Linked DNA regions of Hordeum vulgare: regions 2 and 3 are each linked to region 1. A link is a contact called in public Hi-C data. All regions are on one chromosome and are shown on one strand. Each heading gives the region's core, a stretch centred on a gene start, on an enhancer-like site or on the middle of the called end of the contact. The rest is flanking DNA. Distances are from core to core; before and after follow the strand shown. Region 1 holds the start of LOC123440794 (protein DEHYDRATION-INDUCED 19 homolog 2). Region 2 holds the start of LOC123440783 (receptor-like protein kinase FERONIA). Region 3 holds the start of LOC123440818 (lysophospholipid acyltransferase LPEAT1-like).

The links. A called contact is a pair of places that touch in the nucleus more often than the background predicts.
Region 2: a Hi-C map of seedling shows a contact between it and region 1, with 4 times the contacts expected there. The contact joins the promoter of LOC123440783 here to the promoter of LOC123440794 in region 1. A contact is called at or near these places in 4 of 6 Hi-C or Micro-C datasets (leaf and seedling) and 1 of 1 datasets of contacts at active chromatin or transcription factors (embryo).
Region 3: a Hi-C map of seedling shows a contact between it and region 1, with 3 times the contacts expected there. The contact joins the promoter of LOC123440818 here to the promoter of LOC123440794 in region 1. A contact is called at or near these places in 4 of 6 Hi-C or Micro-C datasets (leaf and seedling).

What each region holds. Positions count from the first base shown.
Region 1 is chr1H:407,047,214-407,051,038 of MorexV3_pseudomolecules_assembly, reverse strand. LOC123440794 (protein DEHYDRATION-INDUCED 19 homolog 2) reads right to left here and starts at 2,196. Exons shown (of 5, transcript XM_045117350.1): 1 at 1,910-2,196; 2 at 1,663-1,820. The coding sequence starts at 2,000.
Region 2 is chr1H:406,802,413-406,806,237 of MorexV3_pseudomolecules_assembly, reverse strand. It overlaps LOC123440783 (receptor-like protein kinase FERONIA), which reads left to right and starts at 1,819. Exons shown (of 1, transcript XM_045117334.1): 1 at 1,819-3,825. The coding sequence starts at 2,069.
Region 3 is chr1H:407,197,930-407,201,754 of MorexV3_pseudomolecules_assembly, reverse strand. LOC123440818 (lysophospholipid acyltransferase LPEAT1-like) reads right to left here and starts at 1,819. Exons shown (of 8, transcript XM_045117368.1): 1 at 1,053-1,819. The coding sequence starts at 1,526.

The sequences.
Region 1 (3,825 bases), core at 947-3,446:
ACATAAATGTATCTAGTCACATTTTAGTATTTAGATACATTCATATCTACACAAATCTAAGACATGAATTTTGGGACGGAGGGAGTACAAAGTTGGGACTCAAACTGAAGAGCAGAATAACACATGTCACCTAAGAGGGCCTGGTATTAAGAACAGGAAACTAAAATTTGGTAAAGAGAAATTTTAACAAGGAATTTGCACAGACAGTGGAGAATCTATCAGGTGCGCTTCCATAGGCTGAAGCCTAGCCTCTGTTTTTTCCAGGAAAACAACATACATGCATAAGCAATCATGGAAGATAATCACAAAAGAGATTATGTTAATACGTGTGGCAGTGCCGACACTGTTCTGGACGAAGCAAGCGGCACTTGGGCCTTAATGCCTATGGCCCAGCTAGGTAGCTTGTTGTCGAACCCCTCTCTTGTCGTCTCGTGTCGCACAACATGTTGGTAACCAGAGACCATGTAGTTCTTTTCTTTCAACATTCAGTACTAATAAATATATTTAACTAGCTGAGATAGTTCTTTCGGCCTAAAATATAGCCATTTCTCAAGATTATCTTTGATCACGATTTTAATACATCAATAATATATGGATTGTGTGATTCAAAATTGACATCGTTGGATTCGTGTTGAAATGAACTTTTAAATAACACCTCTTTTGTATCAGATAATCCACATTTTTTAACTGGTTGGTCAAAGATATATGCACAGCTTATATTTTAGACCGATTGAGCTATATGCTAAGAATTTTATCACAGTTGATGGTTATTGTTCAGAAGTTACCGCTTCACACTTTCATCGCTAATATTAAATGAAGTGAGGAATTTCACTGATGTCATGATTATTTGATGCACAGTCTAAAATTTAAATCAACAAACCTACATTTGACTTTTATTTCCTCCATTCAGATTAGTGTCTAAAGCTTTGAGCATATACTCCACTTTCATCCTAGACTCGCCACTGTGTACAGCCAATCTTATTTACCAGCCATAACACAAAACTGTTGCAGCTAGTTGCAACGCTTTCACTCTAGAATTAACAATATCTAATACTCCTCTAACCCAAGGGAACTACATTCCAAAAACCAAACTGACCAAAGGAAAACAAATATTTAGCTAACACAACAGATAAAAGAACCCATGTGAATTTCAAAATTCAGAACGACGGTACTTCCCAAGAATCATAATCACTAAGAGTCCAGCACATAAAGACTCCTGTAGGAACGCCAGAGGCCACCACTTCCCGCATTTTCAACCAGCGCCACCATAAAAAGGCTCTCCTTCAAAGGAGCTGGTTCCTAAAATGTTCCAACGCAATCACCCAAAAGGGAACGTGATCTCTACATTTCCGTCGCGAACTACCGAAGACAAACAAGAATTCTCCAGCAGAACATTCAAGAATCTCATCTCTTGAGCAATCTGCAAAGCAATAAACCTATCCCATACCAAAATTACAAGAACAATGGATTTTCCCAAGCACTAGAACGTAGGGGTTCCTTAATTGCACCATTATCAACATTTCCGTCCTCAAGCGCGACACATCCCTAACAGTATTTGGCGTAAAACGTCCCATTTCGGCTAAATTATCTCTAAGGCTCAAACGGGACCCGACGGAGCGAATCGCAAGAAGGCGAATTAGAAGATAGGGCGAGGCGGCATACCCCGCTCTTGGCCTCGACGGCGTGCTCGTCGTCGATGTGGCAGCAGAGGCCTACGAAATCGAAATCCTCGCCGCAAAAGGGGCAGTTGTAGGCCTCCGCCCCGCGCGCCTCCACCTCGTCCCCGCCGGCGTCCGCGTCGTCAAACCCCATGTACAGATCTGGCGAGCCACCGTAGCCAATCGCGCATCAGCCCCAAACGCCGAACCAAAGAAAGACGAAACCAGCCGATCGATCGATGGATCGTTACCGTAGCGGGACTGCAGGCGCCTCGCGGCTGCGGCGGCGGCGGCGGAGGAGGAGGTGGAGGAGGAGCGGCCCCACGCGTCGCCGGAATCCATGGCGGGATTGGACGACGAAACCCTAGCCTCGCCTCTCTCTCTCCTTTCCCCTTTCCGGAGGTGTTTGGTGGATTTCTTTTGGCTTTCCAGGCTTTTCTTTTCTGTCCGCTCTCCTCTTTCCACTGCTTGGGTGTGCGCGCGAGCGAGCGAGCGTGCGGTGTCTGTTGGCCGTTTGCTCGGGTGTGGGTCGGTGCGTGTGAGTGATTGGAAGGAAGGAATTATGGGGACGGAAAGGTGGGAGGAGGGTGGTGGGTAGTGGTTGCCTGCACTTGGTCTACGGTGAGTCACTGCTATTTGCAGGGTGGGCCGTCGCTGTCAGTGGTGTATGTTTTTGGTGAGATGCTTCTCACTCACGCCAACTCTAGCGCGACCCCATCCGAACGTCCGTTTGGTCCGGATTCTGTCCGTTTGGTACGACAATAGGGTTGTACATGTTTAGATCGGTCCGTGGCCGGGTTGTTGTGTCCAACGCGTGACCGCACCCCAAATCATACAGGACGGACATGCATTTAAAAAAAATAGAACAAACAAAAAATGCGAGAAAAATATAAATAGAACGCATACATTAATAAAAACATTGTTTAACGGCCCCTCGACCCACAGTCCTTAATTAACATAATTTAAAAAAACTGATAAAATGTGTCGTCCCGCGCTGCTGTCGTGCCCGTCGCCGTCTTCAGGCGTCGTCGTTGTCTTCATCGTCGCCAGTGAGGTTGATGTCAGGCGGCATCATCCAGAGGTGGGCCGACGGCCCCTGGAAGGTTGGCGGCGCTGGCGACGCCTGCACCACCTCCCCGCGCGGCGATGACTTGCGCTCCGGTGACCGCAACGGCTTGGGACACCAAGGCTCAGCTCCCACTCCCTCAGCCATCTCCGTGGTCGTGCACGACCACGAAGAGCGCTCGGCCACCAGATTCGGAGGGAACGCGTCCACTGGCTGCTCCTCGTGCACCTCCTTCACCGTCACGGGCTGCTCCGCCGGGATGGCCATGTCGCCGTCCGCAGAGAGGGCCATCATCTCCTCTGGCCCCACCCACTCGCGCTCATCGTACGTGTTCATGGAATCTTCCATGACACGCTGGACGAGTCGGGCCTCCTCCTCTTCGGTCATGCGGGGAGGTGGTGGTGGCGACGGAGAGGGCGACGGCGACGGGGAGGGCGTCAGGCCGCGCACCCACGTACGCCCGCGCACCTGGGAAGGGCTCGGAGGGCGCGCACGGCGCTCTGTATGTGCCCGCCGCGGGCTGTTGTGTTCGCCGGCAAAATAGGACGTGCGCCGCACGTCGTGCTCATCACGGAACCAAGTGCCCCACAGGGGGAATCCACGGTGTACCTCGGGTCGTAGTAGAGGTCATCGGGGAGGCGGCGGCGGCGTTGGATCTCGTCGCGGCGGGCACGGTCGCTCATTGGCACCGGCGGGATCGGCACCCGATCGGCGGACGGGTGCCAGTTGTTCGGCAAGTGGATGTCGATCCAGGGGAGCGGCGTCCTTGTATCCCAATAGCGGCGGCACACATCCGCATGGACGTACTGCCGGGAGCGCGCTGGGGCGCCCGGAGGGGCAATGGAGAAGGCTACCGGAGCACGCCGTGGCAGAGGAGGAGAACGGCGTGGCTCGCTCGCGGCGCGGCGGCCGCCGGACGAAGACCCAGCCTCGTGGTCATGCGCCCCTTCCTATTGCCGTCGGTGCTCCACCACCCCATTGTTGTCGGTGGCCGGAGACCTCGAGGGACGGGGGAGAAAGCTAGGGTTTTGGTGTCGGTCCCGAGGAGGCACGTGGAGTGGAGTGGGCGCGTGCAGTGTGCCGTTCCACGGCTTAAAGAAG
Region 2 (3,825 bases), core at 570-3,069, 240 kb after region 1:
TTCGGTGGATCTTTGCGCACGTATTTTTCATTAATTTCAGAAAAATTCTCCGTAAATTTTCAGGTCATTCCGAGAACTTTTATTTCTGCACAAAAACAACACCATGGCAATTCTGGTGAAAACAACGTTAGTCCGGGTTAGCTCCATTCAAATCATGCAAATTAGAGTCCAAAACAAGGACAAAAGAGTTCGTAAAAGTAGATACGACGGAGACGTATCACGGCCGTCATAAATTATGTTGCCCGCGTTGGTTGGGGGCGGACACCGAGGGACGCGCGCGTCCGCTTCGTTTCCGCGTCGACGCATTTCACACACAAATTTAGGTCGGAAATGGATCCGCACGGACGCAAAACGGACGCGTTTTGGCAATGGGTCGACGCGGACTGACCCAAACGAACGCGGATTTTTTCACTGTTTTAACCTTTTTTCTAAACATGAGCACAAAATGAACCAGATTTGAAACCATTTCACGATCTGACCCTTTTAGAAACGCCACAAGTCATGGCGTTGCTGCCCCACTATGCAACGCCTGTCTACCGTGACGTTGCTGCCCTACAGTGATACGCCTGTCTACCGTGACGTTTTTTTTTTTTGCAACGCCAGTCTACCGTGGCGTTGCAGACCCACTGTGAAACGTCAACAGTGTTGGCGTTGCTGCCCTACAGTGACACGCCTGTCTACCGTGGCGTTTTTTTTTGTTGCAACGCCAGTCTAATGTGGCGTTGCAGGCCGATTGTGAAACGCCAACAGTGCTGGCGTTGCAGACCCACTATGGACGCAGCGACGACATCCAGCCAACCCACGGCATGCTGCCAGCAACATGTGTGTTATTGAAACGCCATGGACCATGGCGTTTCACTCGTGGCCTGCAACGCCACATTAGACTGGCGTTTGAGTGGGTCTGCAACGCCACATTAGACTGGCGTTTCTATGTACGTCTGCAACGCCACGGGCTCTGGCGTTTCAAAAAAGGTCGGATCGTGAAATGGTTTCAATCAGAGTTCATTCCGTGAAATACTTTCATCCCATGGGTCAAAATCGTGAAAAAATCCAACGAACGCCAACGGATAAAATGAATCGCCCCATTAAAATTGCTCTTAGGGCATGACCAACGCTCCAGCTTGGACCGCTGCCCCGTTGATCCACGTTGGAGGACCTGCTGACGTGGAGGAGAAAGGGAAAAAGACTGATGCTTGCAGATCGAGACGGGATCTTGCAGAAGAGGCTGCTTCCTCACCGTAATAAAGTGTTAGAAAGGTAAAAAAAAGAAAGGAAAGAGCGAAAGAGAACGGGAAGACGGCGGTAGAACTGGAAAAGGCACAAGCGGGAAAGGACGTGGGGCACCCGAGGTGATGCTGCTTCGGTTGGACAGAAACTATTCATACGATGGCCCCGCAGTTTTTTTTCATGCGTGAAGGTTGAAACCACAACATTCTAGCGCCTCCATAGTTTATGCCCTTATGTCCTTTCAATGACTACATTGCAGTAAAAATTACCTTTACGAATAAATAGGAAATACGTACCTTTACAAGAAAAAGGGTCATTGTCATCATCTTGACAGTCGAGATGGGAACGCAGGCGCTGCGCAGGTCAAACCGTCAAAATGACCGGGATCTCTTGACGAGACGGTGCACGTCGCGACCCCTAACCCATGTTAGCGGGGCCCACACCTGCCCTCCTCCTCCCGCCGCGTCGCCCTCTCGCTTTCTCTCGGCACTGATTGCGCCGACCCCGTCGCTGGTGGGTCCCCTCGCCCCGTTGCCCCGTTCCGTGTTGGCTCGGCTGGCTCACAGCTTGCATTTGGCAGCGGCAGCAGCCTTCCTCAGCCGCGCCCCCTGCTGGCTGGCCACCGCGTCCTCCACCACTGACCCCCCCCGCTTAATGCCGCGCCCGTAGTCCCCGAAACCACTCCCACCTTCTTCCTCGACCCCTCTCTCCTCCCCACCACCACCGCGGCCGCCATCTCCCGCACCCGCACGCAAATCTGCCCCAGATCGGCGCCGGGAGAGCCGTTTGATGGGCGATCTGTGAGCCGCGAGCTAACGCAGAGCTACACGCAGCTCGCGCCATGAGAGGAGGCCCGAGATGCGCGCTCCTCCTGCTGCTCCTCGCCGCTTGCGCGGCGCTCGTCCCCGCGGCGTGGGCGCAGGGAGGGGGCGACGCGCCCGCGCCCGCGGCCCCGTTCGTGCCGCGGGACGACATCCTGCTCGACTGCGGCGCCACGGGGAAGGGGGACGACACGGACGGCCGGCAGTGGGCCGGCGACGCCGGCTCCAAGTACGCGCCGCCGAACCTCGCCTCGGCCGCCGCGGGGGCGCAGGACCCCTCGGTGCCGCAGGTGCCCTACCTCACCGCGCGGGTCTCCGCGGCGCCCTTCACCTACTCCTTCCCGCTCGGCCCCGGCCGCAAGTTCCTCCGCCTGCACTTCTACCCGGCCAACTACTCCGACCGGAACGCCGCCGACGCCTTCTTCTCCGTCTCCGTCCCGGCCGCCAAGGTCACGCTCCTCTCCAACTTCAGCGCCTACCAGACCACAACGGCGCTCAACTTCGCCTACATCGTCCGGGAGTTCTCCGTCAACGTCACCGGCCCGACCCTCGACCTCACCTTCACCCCGGAGAAGGCCCGCCGCAACGCCTACGCCTTCATCAACGGCATCGAGGTCGTCTCCTCCCCAGATCTCTTTGACCTCGCCACACCCTTCTTCGTCACCGGCGACGCCAACAACCAGCCATTCCCGATGGATCCCGGTGCTGCTCTGCAGACCATGTACCGGCTCAACGTCGGAGGCCAGGCGATCTCCCCCTCCAAGGACTCCGGCGGGGCTCGGTCGTGGGACGACGACACGCCTTACATTTACGGTGCAGGGGCTGGGGTATCCTACCCGAACGATCCCAATATCACAATCACCTACCCCGACAATGTGCCGGGATATGTGGCGCCTCTGGATGTCTATGCCACGGCGCGATCAATGGGGCCTGACAAGGATGTGAACTTGGCCTACAATCTCACCTGGATAGTGCAGGTGGATGCTGGGTTCACATACCTTGTGAGGCTCCATTTCTGTGAGATACAATCCCCAATTACGCTGCCCAATCAGCGGGTGTTCAACATCTACCTCAACAACCAGACTGCCCAGACAGGGGCTGATGTGATCCAGTGGGTGGATCCCAAAAGTATTGGTACTCCAGTGTACAAGGACTATGTGGTCAGCACCGTGGGTTCAGGGATTATGGATTTCTGGGTGGCTCTACATCCGGATACAGGGAACAAGCCACAGTACTATGATGCCATTCTCAATGGGCTGGAGGTGTTCAAGCTGCAACTTAGTAATGGGAGCCTCGCGGGGCCCAACCCTGTCCCAAGTGCTGATCCACCGGTGCATACCGGGCAAGGAAAGAAGAGCTCACTAGTCGGGCCTATTGCTGGTGGAGTAATTGGAGGTTTGGCACTGCTTGCACTTGGATATTGCTGCCTCATTTGCAAGAGGCGGAGGAAAACGGCCAAGGATACCGGCATGAGTGATGGCCATTCTGGTTGGCTGCCGTTGTCGCTGTATGGCAATTCACACACTTCAAGCTCAGACAAGTCGCATGCTACTGGGAGTATTGCTTCATCTTTGCCATCGAACCTATGCCGCCATTTCTCCTTTGCAGAGATCAAGGCTGCAACGAAGAACTTTGACGAGTCACGGATCCTTGGTGTTGGTGGGTTCGGTAAAGTTTACCAGGGAGAGATCGATGGGGGCACAACTAAGGTGGCTATCAAGCGTGGCAATCCCTTGTCTGAGCAGGGTATACATGAGTTCCAGACTGAAATTGAAAT
Region 3 (3,825 bases), core at 570-3,069, 150 kb before region 1:
GAGAGAGAGAAAAAAGTGTTTTCTTCAGCATGGGCCACCTTGGCCCGCCAAACAATTTTTGGCAAGCTCCGCCACTGGGCGTATGTAATTCAGAATGAACACTAAACATTAGTTCAAATTCATAGTTCACTGACTAAAAAGGTAATGTGTCACTTCTTTTTTCTCAAACATGCGTCATTTTGTGTTAGAAGAAACATCAAGAAGGTGCAAGAGACATAAGGCCAAGTGGCCTGACACGGAAAAGAAAAGCACAACAAATCAAAACAAACCCAAGGCCTAAAAAGGGAAGAGCTGTACAAAGTCAAAAACTGCTATGCCCTCGCCTGAGTGGCCGACGCCACCACGTCTGCTTGCACATAACTGTCTGGAGATAAAGTGGGATACAGGAAAATGTTTCACTATCTCGAACGGTCTTATTTTCGCTTGCTGGGAAGATGACAGAGGACCTTGAACAAAGCTATGAGTGAATACTACCTTAAATAACAAACAGGTTCAACACAGTATAGTTGCATCCTATTATTTGATCTACGGATTTTAACCCCATGATCACCAATAGTTCTCCAATAGTGCAAACATTTGCACCAGAAGGAATAATCCTCATGCATCATTCATGAGTGTAAACAGCAAGCAAGTATTCACAAAGTATATTGATGAAGGCATGCTAGGCTTACAGGATGGGCATATGCACTGATCAAATTTAAGCAAGTGCATATGCTACATTTTGATCCAGTCCAAGGAAGCCGGGGGTTCAAGTTAGCCGCAAGGGAACACCAATCTACCTGCTAGGACTCAACAAGACATGCTCTCCTCAGATAGGCAGCACGCAGCAGAGACGTTCCCCGAAATGTGTATTTCCAACTCCGTCAGACTAGACAAGCACCACAACCATGATTCCATGAACAACTAGGTCCCACACATAACGAGCTCTCACAGCATCCAGTTCTACCATTGCAGAGGTATCAAGCAAGCAGGCAACAGGTAGTAGGCACGCTGGGCTGCGCCTTGCATACAGAAATACTAGAAAATAGGAAGTACTAGTTCACAATTGCTACCTCGGCATCACGGAAGCGGCGGTCGTGCTCGCGGATCCAGTAGAAGCCAAAGACGAAGAGCATGGCACGTGAGAGAGCGCGGCCGCACCGCACGACGCACGCCCGCCTCCATCCCTGGAGCCGCGCGTACCCCTCGCCCTCGCCCCCCGCCCGCTCCTCCTCCACCCACAGCGTGCACACGCGGCACACGAGGTAGTAGGCGACGAGCACGAGCACGCCGGCCACGACCCGGAGCGGGAGGAGCACGGCCGCGGCCACGGCCGTCCGCGCCGCCTCCGCCGCCCCGAGGGGGCCGCGGCCCATCGGGCCGTACGCGTCCCGCCGCGCGTACGGAGCGTACCTCCGGTCCAGCTCCGCGAGGCTCTCCTGCGCCGCCGGTGCAGCCGCGGAGGGGCGCGGCTTGGCTGCGACCTCCCCCTCGCCGCGGATGCTGCTGCCGAGCTCGGAGGGCGCGGTGGCGGCGTCGACGGCCATGGTGGCGGAGACGGAGGGAGAAGCTTAGACCTAGCGCTAGCGGTAGCCTTAGCACCTAGACCTAGGTCTGCATGACGGGGAGAGAAGCACCGAGGTGGAGGTGGAGGTGGGGATGGGAAGAGATTGATGGCGGTCGACTGGTCGGTCGTGGGCCGGGGAGGAGGCGGAGGAGGACCACGGCGGGGCGGGGATGGGGGGGGGGGGGGGGGGGGGACGGGAGAAAGAGCGTGGGATCTGGATCGGACGGCTCAGGACCTGCGGGAGCACTACGACTTTGCGTGGACGACTCGAACTAGCCTGGCCAAGCTCAACAAAATACACGCAAATGTTGACGTGCGGTCGGCTGCAATGACAGAATCCACCACGCGTCCGTTTCGATCCAATCCGTGACGGCGAACCAGCTTCTGTTTTCTGGATTATTATTCTTTTTACATGTTGAACGGTTTATTGGATTGCTCTGGCGTTTCTCGAAGGCTTGGTGGATTATACTGGAACTGACATGAGTACGAAGTAAACAGAAAAAAAAAAAAATCTTATTATACATGTTCGCTTTTTATATGGCATCAGTAAACAACTTATATTCACCCGAAAAAAAGGTAAAAAAGACATATTGTTTGTGTCTGTTTAGGGTGCATCTAAATGTGTCATTATTATTGCATATCTAAATGGTTTAATTTAAACATAAAAAATAAAAAATAAACACTACATTAATCTTCACGTAAAATTAAAGTCATAGAATTCAAGTTTATTATACTTAGAACGCATTTAGATGTGATTTAGCTAAATCGAATGTTTTTCTATAATTTGGTGTTCACCACTATGATTCTTCGATTCATGCCGTCCTGTTAACATCATCTCACCCTTTTTCATTTGTTTTATTAGTAGGAAAGATAGTAGAAGATGCTCTTGAATAATCTCAATCAAAATATGATTAACTTTTGGTAGGTTGTGTACTGGTGCAAATAATCTGCGATTTAGTCGGGAAGTAAAAATTAACACCGGCATAGAATGACTAAGAGCATCTACAAACGGGTTTCCTATACACTTAAAAAGTCTGTTCCGTTATTGTCTGATCAAAAATAACTAAACACTTTATTTTGTTTCTATCGACACTTCTCAAATATGTTTGAAATATAAGGTCAATAATGTTGGAACACGTCATCAGGATCCCCACGGCGTGGCTAACGGCCTGCCCGAGTCCTTCTCCTCCACGACCGCATGCGCTGCATGCCCGGCTCACGTCCGTTGTGGCTCTCCCCCACGATTCCCTCACCTCTCTGTAACTGTATATATATACCCCTTGAGGGATGGAATACAATGTGTGGTGATTGCTCCATTATTTAACTTGGTATCAGAGCCTTTGATCCTCCGCTTCCGCCATGAATCATCTCCTACGCCGCACTCGCTCAGCTGATCTTCACACTCCTCCTGCTGCCACCCGCTCGGCTAGCCTCGCCACACCTCCAGCCCCCATCCCCGCTCGCGCTCCTCCCACCACCGATCGGGGCAAGCAGCCCCTTGCCGAGCCCTCTTCCTCAACCCCCGGGCCGCCCGCCGCCCCCAGCGCCGCCCTCCTTCGTCCTCCCGCGGTGGCCCTGCGCACCGCCGGCAGCGAGCTCGTCCCTCCCCCGGTGGCCCTGCGTACCGCCGGCAACGAGCTGGTCCCGCACCTCACCCTCGGCGCCCCAGGCGCCACCACACCCAATGCCGGCCCCTCCACCGCCAACAGCCTCCCTGCCTCCATCTCTCACCATTTTTCCCGCAAGCTCGAGATGGAGACCGGCAACTACTCCAAGTGGCGCCAACTGTTCTACTTCATCTGTTGCCGCCACAACGTCCAGCACCACCTCGACGTCGCTACGGCCCCGCTCCAACAAGCGCCGTGTGGCGCAACGACGACATCACCATCGTCCTCTGGATGTACGAGGTGATCGCCGAAGACCTCCAGGACGTCGTGATGTCCCCCGAGAGCTCCGCCCGCGACGTCTGGGTCCAACTCCATCTGCTCTTCCGCGACAACCAACCGGAGCGCGCCATCATCCTCGAGGCCGAGTTCCGCAACATGATGCAGGGTGACCTCTCCATCGCCGAGTACAGCCGGCGCCTCAAGGCGCTCGCCGACGCGCTCGGTGACGTCGGTGCCCCCATCTCCGACCACGCCCTCACCCTCCAACTCATTCGTGGGCTCGGCCGTCGTTTCCAGGTCATGGCTACCCTTCTTCCGATGCAGGACCCCTTCCCGTCCTTCATTCAGGCCCGCTCCCGGCTCCTCATGGAGGAGCTCTCTGCCAACGAGCGG